Linked DNA regions of Sus scrofa: all the other regions are linked to region 2. Evidence: chromatin contacts called from public Hi-C and HiChIP or PLAC-seq data. All regions are on one chromosome and are shown on one strand. The core of a region is the stretch at or near the end of the contact, and the rest is flanking DNA. Distances in the headings are between cores, read along the strand shown. Region 1 holds the start of XKR8 (XK-related protein 8). Region 2 holds the start of RPA2 (replication protein A2). Region 3 holds the start of THEMIS2 (protein THEMIS2).

Region 1 (2,700 bases), core at 159-2,658, 39 kb before region 2:
GACACTTGTCACCTGCTCACTCTGCACCAGGACAATGTACAGGCCTCCATTTAATCCCTACACTAGGATCCCTAGAGCAGTGAGTGAATGGACACCTGGAGGGATCACTTGACTTGCCCAAGGCCCTGCCCACAGCTGAAAGGAACTTGGGGGTCTGTTGCCATCCCAACAGAGTTCACCCCAGTCAGGCATGTGCTGGGCACTCTCCCTTCTTCCCTTCACACCAGGCCTGCCAGGCACACTCTCTCTAGATCACTACCTCCTTTTAACAGAGGAGAAAATTGAGGCTCAGAGAAAGGCAGGAATGAGGCCACAGGGAGTAAAGCCAGGACCAGACCCCAAAGAGGCCTGACTCCCAAGTTATGTGCCTCCCTTTCCTCTCAGGGCCTCAGTTTCTTCACCTGTGCCAGGAAGAGTACGGCCGATGAGCGCCGAGGGCTGTCAGTCAAAGTTCTCTTTCATCAGGGACCAGGAGCTCACCTGTAGGTAGAAGCGGCCCCCTAAACTAAGAGGGGCTTAGTTGCCTCTCCTTGGTCCCAGTCCTCTCCTTTCCGCCCCCTTCCCTAGGTCAAGGCTCTCACCTTACTACCAGCCCAGCTTCGGGAGGTGACGCCGACCTCCGTTCCTCCTCCCCTTTCCCCGAGGGCGGGCCACTCACCTGTACAGGTAGCCCAGCTGCAGGAGGTGCAACAGCGCCAGGCGCTGGCCTGGGGGCTGCGACGCGTGCAGGCCGGTGGGGTCGGTGCGCAGCCAGACCCAGCTGAAGAACTGCAGCGCGACCGAGGCGAGGCCCAAGAGCGCCAGCACTAGCGCGGCCCACAGGTAGCGACCGCTAAGCACATACTGGCTCGCCGCCCACAGGTCGGCGCCCAGGTCGATCAGGAAGGCGAGGGTGCCCAAAACGCCCAGGACCAGGTCCCTGAAGAGCACGGCGTGGAGCGACCAGGGCATGACCCGCCAGCTTCTCCCGCTCCTTCTCTTCTGAGCTTGGACCCTCCCTCCCCGCCCCGGGCCGCAGTGGCAGGAAAGAGGCGGGCACAGCCCTCCGGGCCGCCCAGACCCGTGCCGCTGGGCGGGACTTCCTCGTCCCGCAGCGTCCGGGGAGGAGCCAAGCTCGCAGACCCCGCGGTCGCTGCAACAGCCGACCCACCGGTCCCTGGCGCTGCAACCTCCCTGGAGATCCCGAACCCCGCTAAGCCCTGAGGGCCCCGAGGACCGCTGGGCTGGAAGACCGAGCATCCGAGGCGCAATGCCCTTAGTTTAGCAGCTTCTAATCGCCTTGTTTCATATTTGAGGCTCCTGGAGGCGAAAATGGCCTGGAGATTAACGCCCGGACTAGAACTGCGATGTCTCCCGTCTGCATTGTTTCAAAACAAAGCAGCAAAGCTCAAAGGCCGGTTCCGACCCATGATTGCAGGACTTCGCCAGTTATGGCTGGAGTCCAGACCGTGTGCCAGGGGAGACCGAGGGCACTGGATCAACCAGGCGCATCTTCCTGGCAGCTCATTTTACTCCGATTATCCGAATGGGAGGAGGGCAGGACGTTCAATAACTGCGCATGGGAGTTGCTTTAAACATGATTTACTAATTAAAAGGAATAATGCACAGACTAATATGCACGACAGGCATTGTGCTTTGGATAAATGGAACTTGAAAGAAATGTGCTTCTGGTGGTGCATTTGGTGCATCATTTCCTGTTCGGCTGTCCGTCCTAGTTCATTCTGCGAACGCGAGGGAAAGGGTGGAAAAGTCCAGCACTCGAGAGTGATGCTGCCCCCATTTCCTCAGGCGAGACCTGTCATCCGACCTGCGGCGCCCCAGGTCACCACCGCAGGAGCAGCGCGCGCAGGCCCAGCAGCGCCGCCAGCAGGAGCGCGAGGCAGGGCGCGTGCGCGACGCCGGGGTCACGCAGGCAGGCGGCGTACGCATCGAAGGCCACCTCGCGCAGCGCGCACACGTGCTCGACGCGGCAGGCCTCATCGCAGGGCTGCGGTTCGTAGCTGACCGAGTTGTAGTCGTAGTAGCGCTGCAGCACGTCCTTGTTGCTGGCTATGCGGCCCAGCGCCGCGTGCATGGAACCGGCCCCTGCGTCGGCACCCCGTAGGCCTCCGTCAACCGGTACTCAGGCTCCCAGCGCGGTGTCCCCTGCTCGTTCGCCTGGCTCAGGTTCAAGAAGTAGGTCACCATGTCCTGCAGAAGGGCGCGAAGCAGACAGGCCGTGAGCAGCTGGCCGCTTCTGCCCCTAATCCTCTACCTTGCATTCGCCCCCCAGATTCTAAACAGCCCCAGTCATAAGTGCTATTAGTTATTGAGCATTAACTATTTCCGAGGTATGCTTGGCAGACATTCTCTGATTGAAACTGGTAAGCTAACTGTACTTATTATCCTCGTTTCACAAATGAGAAAGCTAAGTCCCAAAGAAGTTAATTTCGGGAGTTCCCCTGGTGGCTCAGCAGTTAACAAACCCGACTAGTATCCATGAGGAGGCGGGTCCCATCCCTGGCCTCGCTCAGTGGGTTAAGGATCCTGGGTTAAGGATCCGGCGTTGCCTTGAGCTGTGGTGTAGGTTGCAGATGTGGCTCGGATCCTGTGGTGTAGGCGGCAGCTACAGCTCCGATCGGACCCCTAGCCTGGGAACCTTCATATGCCGCGGGTGCAGCCCTAAAAAACAACAAAAAAAAGAAGTTAATTTATTTGGTC
Region 2 (2,700 bases), core at 60-2,559:
TGCGGCCCTAAAAAGACAAAAGACAAAAAAAAAAAAAAAAAAGACAGAGAGAGAGAGAAGAAAGTGTCTGCAGTTTTAGCAAAAGGAAATGCAATGGCCCAGAAACCCAGGGACCATGTCTTCGTTATTTGCCACTGAATCCCAGTGGCCAGCACAAAGCTTGGAACAAGAGATATCAATAAATATTTTTAAATTATAAATGAGGATCTGTTCCTAACAGTGTAGTAGTATTTAGAGCAAAGAACTGACAGACATGTTCCACTCTCCATAGGAGGGACACGGAGTTCCCGTCCTGGAGCAGCAGAAATAAATCCGACTAGGAGCCATGAGGTTGTGGGTTCGATCCCTGGCCTTGCTCAGTGGGTTAAGGATCAGGCGTTGCTGTGAGCTGTGGTGTAGGCTGCAGACGCTCTGATTAGACCCCCTAGCCTGGGAACCTCCACATGCCGCGGGTGCGGCCCTAAAAGGACAAAAGACCACAAAAAAGAAAAGAAAAACGTAAGAGGGACACAACCGTATTACATGAAGAATAGTTGAAGCAACCGAGGATACGGATCCGGACTAGACTGGGGTGGGGACAGAAAGGTTGGGGGGATGTCATCCTCAGATCTTTTGCCATTCTGGGAAAAAGACTGTAGGCTTCTCACAGCTTCTCTGCGGAGAATCAGGACGACGGGATGGCAATACCAGAACTGAACCTGGCTCTTTATGGAAAAGAATACGCAACCCCACGAGGTGCAATGAAATTACTACATTGAGCTCCCCGTATGTGTATATATTGTGCTAATGGCAAGTCCTACTACTATAACGCTTTAGGAGGCATCACTCGATTGGTAAGGTTTTGGACGAAACAAGACACGGAACAAAGGAAGTGATGTAAAGTGTCAGTCAGTTGCCGGGGGTGGGATTAAACGGCCTGAGATGTGGAAGTATCATCCAGATTGGTTCTCATCTTTTACTTTTTGGGCAACCGCCCACAGCATCTCGGGTGAGGGATCCGACTCAAGCCATCTCCGGATCCTTAACCTGCTGGGCCACAAGTGAACTCCTTGATTGGTTATTTTCTTGAGACACTGGCCTATCTTTGCATCTCTCAGGTCTCCCTTCCGCAGCCGCAGCCTATTTTGCCCTAAGTAACGATGGCTGCAGAGGCTTCGGATCTTCCCGGAGCGAAGTGCGCATTCTCCGGAGCTCGGCGCGGGAAGGCGGGAAAAGGCGTGGGATTCTTAAGCATTGATTGGCTGAGGGGAGAAACGCTCTGGACTCTGATTGGCTCCGTCCTTCGCGGGAAGGAGTTTGTGGCTCCAGCGAAAAGTAGATACAGCGCAGCTGCAACAGCGGAGTCCTGAGGGGGTTCGGCTAACCCACCGGACCGGAGCCTTCTGGAGCTCTACACTGAGGGAATAGTGACCAAGATGTGGAATAGTAATGATGAGTGGGGCGCCTGATGAGAATCGCAAGAAGGATTTAGCAAGGGAGGGCCCGGGGAGGCGTGTGGCGGCAGGGGGCGGGCGAGGGCCGGTGATGGGGGCGTGCGGGTCGTAGGGAAGATGGTGGGAAGGTTAGGGAGACTCTGGGAGTGGTTGGGGTGAAGTCTGGGGGGACTTGCGGATTTTTCAGAGGCTTGGAGGGTGGCACAAGTATTAATACTGCTGTTGTTTAAAACCAGGTGGATTTGAAAGCTATAGCAGCTCCTCCTTTGGGGGAGCCGGCGGCTACACACAGTCCCCTGGGGGCTTTGGATCACCGACACCTTCCCAGGCTGAAAAGAAATCTGTAGGTTGCAAGCGCATTTCTTTTTATTTTAACCTCTGCTGAAGCTCCTAACGCATCTGTGAGAAAATTTAGGCGGGGAAGGAAGGGTGGTAAACTGGACGTGCTTGTAAGTTTGAAAAATCAAACGTCTCCTAATTTTGCATACATTGTTTCCTTGGCTTTATTTTGAAAGTTACCAATATAACTAATGAATTAGTCTTGTGGGAAAAACCGAACTTGTATGTGTAGCCTATTTTACATTCTTCACATACTGGAAGTCATTTTTAAATGAAATGTAATGAGGTCATCTGATAAGGTGGAAAGAGCCTGGTCTTTGGAGTCTAGTAGATCTATGTTCCACTATTGCTCTGACACTGCTTGCAGGGTATCATTGGACAATTACAAAACTGGGAATCAGTTTTGCACCCACTAAATGGGATTAATGATACATATCTTACAAGGTTGTTGTGAGATTAATAACATTACATATAGTTATGCCTGCCCCAGAGTTGCTTTCAATAAATGGCCCCAGGGGTAGTTCCCATTCTGGCGCTGCAGAAATGAATCCGACTAGGATCCATGAGGATGCAGGTTCGATCCCTGGCCTCGCTCAGTGGGTTAAGGATCTGATGTTGCTGTGAGCTGTGGTGTAGGCCATCGGCTATAGCTCCGACTTGACCCCTAGCCTGGGAACCTCCATATGCCGTGGGTACGGCCCTAAAAAGCAGAGCAAAAAAAAAAACAGAAAGGAAAAAAAGAAATGTGATCAAGAGCACACTGCTCCTGAGTGGTCGAGCCATAATCTCAGCCCACCAGCTGGCTGCCACCTTTTGTGACATGTGTGCTGGTAGTTGACTGGGCTTACTTTCTACCATCCTGGCAATATTCACCGTTCAAAAGTATGCTTCAGCAGTTAGCCCACTGAGCAAGGCCAGAGATTGAACC
Region 3 (2,700 bases), core at 1-2,500, 35 kb after region 2:
CACCTGCCCCACGGGTATCACCATCGGCCCTCCTCTAGCTCCCCCACACCCCATCTAGCTCTTTTCTTACCGTCCCCCTTCCGCCACTTCCCACCACTTCTCATTAGGCAAAATGAGGAAACCAAGTATTGTGACACACAGCGGGTGGGGGATGTTGGAAGGAGAGCAAATAGATCAAAGATGCCTGCAGGAAGCCCCCAGAGAGACAAGAGCTTTCGAACCCAGACCCATTACATTCCCAAGTGGGCCTGGCAAGATGCTATGGTGTGGTGGCCTGTCCTGCTCCCGTGAGGGGCCCTCCAGCATGTATCACTCTTGATCTGCGGTGCAGAACAAGGGAGAGGGTGGAGGGAACAGGATGGGCAGGGTACTGGTGTGAAGTTTGCCCTCTAAGGAAGTAGCCTCCCACCAGCCCACCCAGACTCTAGCTTCCCTCTCTCCTCCACCCCCCACTTCCCCACTCAGTTGACCACAGCTCCTCCCTCACCCTCAGAGCAGCCACCTGTCCCTTCATGGCCTGTCAATCCCTTTCAGGCAAGGAGCAGAGAGACCCAGGAAGACTCCCTGGAGGAGGAGTCATTTAAGCTGAGACCTGAAGAGCTGATCAGATCAAATACTATCCATTGCCAAGCAGCCAAGCAGAGAGCAAAGACGGGATGGAGGGATTGAAGGAAGGCCGCGTAGACAGGTGTCGAAGGGGAAGGAATGGGAGGTCACATGTAGGGGAGAGCTGACCTGTCGCTTCAGAATCAAGCTCGGCGTCGCCAACATCCTAGGGCTGCGACCCCACAGAGTCCGACCTCAAGCACTGCGCACCGCCGTTCCACCCCAGCTTGGTTCGGTTCCACCCCCCTGAGTATCTGTGCTCACTGAAGTCCCATCACCGGGGTCGGCCAACCCCCTTCAGAAGCAAAAAACCGTGTCCCCAAGAAGTTGCAGGGTAGCCCCAGAGCACACAGCTTGGGCAGCGGCAGCTTCGGGATTCGAACCCCGGGCACAGCGTCCCGGGTTTCTAACGCTCTGGAAGAGAGAACCTGATCCGCAGCGGGGTCGGGAGGTCGGAGGGGTCTCGGCCCTTCACTCACCCTGGAAGTAGACACCCGAGCAGACCCGCAGTACTCGCGGCAGGGAGGCGGGGTCCAGGGCGCGCACGTAGTCCTGCAGCGACACAGGTTCCATGGTCCGCGCAGCTCGCGGGACCTGATCGAGTGGCCCGCTCGCCGCCGCCGGGCCCTGCACCCTCCCCTCGGCCGGCCCAGCGGGGCGGAGTCGGGGCCAGAGCCCCGCCCAGGGGCGTGAGGGCCGCGACCTTGCGCTCCAGCACGCGCCGCCTCCCTCTCCAGGACTCAGGTTCCCCGACCTCTACGGGGGGTTTGCAGGACCCGGCTCTCACATTGGTGGCACGATTTGGAGGGTCCAAATCAGGACCTGACCCCCGAGAGGCTCTGAGTAAATAAAAGCTGGTCCCCACGTGCCCAGTCGTCAGTGATGTACCCCATCGTGGAGGAAGGACGAGGATGAAGATGAAGGAACCCCCCCGCCCCCTGCATTCCCCCGGTCCTCACAGCAGAACCGGGAAAGGAAGTCCGCCCGCGCCGAGTAGTTCTGGGTCTCACAGGAAAGGAGCAGCCTTGCCTTTTGAGTCTGAGGAGGGAGGTAGAGCGTCAGGTCGCCTGAATCCCTCTGCGGGACACTCCAAGCCCTCTACTCACTGGGGACTCATTACCTTTCCAGGATGCTCTACCCTCTGGACAATTCTCCTGAAAAATTCTTCCTTGAGCTAAAAATCTGCTTAGGAAAGAGACCAACCACTTCCAGTGAACAAAGAAGAAATAGATAAGTCTTTTCCTTGTCCCTCGACAGTCAAACTGAGGTTTAAATCCCAGCTCCTCCTCTTGCTTGTTATATAACTTTAGGCAAATCACTTCAATTTTTGAGTTTTCGTTTCCTCATCTGTAAAATGGAGGAAAGAATCTTTTCTGAGCTGGTTGTGAGGATTAAGTGAGATGATACGGATATTGTGCAAAAAGCTCGATTTCATTTTTTGTCACTCTAAAAGTAGTAGAAGACTACTACACTTATCTGTGTAATTATTTGCTTAATTGCTCTTCAATCATTAGACAGAAAAATACTTCCTTGCACTAGATTCCTGAAGTTGAATTTCTGGGTCAAACGGTGTGTGCGTGTGTGCGCGCATGTGTGTGTGCGCGCATGTGTGTGTGCGCGCGCGCGCGCGTGTGTGTGTGTGTGTGTGTTTTGTTTGGGGTTTTTTTTGTTTTTGTTTTTTTTTGTCTTTTTACCTTTTCTAGGGCTGCTCCCACAACATATGGAGGTTCCCAGGCTAGGGGTCAAATCAGAGCTGTTGCTGCTGGCCTTCGCCACAGCCACAGCAACGGGGGATCCAAGCCGCGTCTGTGACCTACACCACAGCTTACGGCAGCGCCAGATCCTTAACCCACTGAGCAAGGGCAGGGATCGAACCCGAAACCTCATGGTTCCTTGTTGGATTCATTAACCACTGCACCACAACAAGAACTCCAGTGTGTGTGTTTTTGCAGCCTCGAAGGGTATATTTCAGTCCTAGTGAACAGCTGCTGAGTCTCTGCTGGGCCCAGCAAGATAAAGAAGGAGAGAGACGTTTGCAAGAGCTGAGAGCAGCAGAACACAGAGGATGCAAGGGGCCTCGGGCTCAGAAGGAGG

The links. Hi-C and Micro-C count contacts between places; a contact is called where the count stands out from the background. HiChIP or PLAC-seq counts read pairs in DNA pulled down with a chosen protein or histone mark.
Region 1: a contact with region 2 is called in a Hi-C map of skeletal muscle, with 2.1 times the contacts expected there. The contact joins the promoter of XKR8 here to the promoter of RPA2 in region 2. A contact is called at or near these places in 3 of 47 Hi-C or Micro-C datasets (mesenteric adipose tissue and skeletal muscle) and 2 of 2 datasets of contacts at active chromatin or transcription factors (alveolar macrophages and skeletal muscle).
Region 3: a contact with region 2 is called in an H3K27ac HiChIP or PLAC-seq map of alveolar macrophages. The contact joins the promoter of THEMIS2 here to the promoter of RPA2 in region 2. A contact is called at or near these places in 1 of 5 promoter capture datasets (liver), 21 of 47 Hi-C or Micro-C datasets (alveolar macrophages, blood, brain and 10 more) and 1 of 2 datasets of contacts at active chromatin or transcription factors (alveolar macrophages).

Annotation. Positions count from the first base shown.
Region 1 is chr6:85,083,349-85,086,048 of Sscrofa11.1, reverse strand. It overlaps XKR8 (XK-related protein 8), which reads right to left and starts at 1,408. Exons shown (of 3, transcript XM_003127736.4): 1 at 659-1,408. The coding sequence starts at 1,239. It overlaps SMPDL3B (acid sphingomyelinase-like phosphodiesterase 3b), which reads right to left. Exons shown (of 9, transcript XM_003127737.5): 8 at 2,094-2,190; 9 at 1,566-2,091. The coding sequence ends at 1,823.
Region 2 is chr6:85,044,508-85,047,207 of Sscrofa11.1, reverse strand. It overlaps RPA2 (replication protein A2), which reads left to right and starts at 1,309. Exons shown (of 9, transcript NM_001244942.1): 1 at 1,309-1,425; 2 at 1,670-1,776. The coding sequence starts at 1,416.
Region 3 is chr6:85,009,429-85,012,128 of Sscrofa11.1, reverse strand. THEMIS2 (protein THEMIS2) reads right to left here and starts at 1,250. Exons shown (of 5, transcript XR_002344949.1): 1 at 1,086-1,250.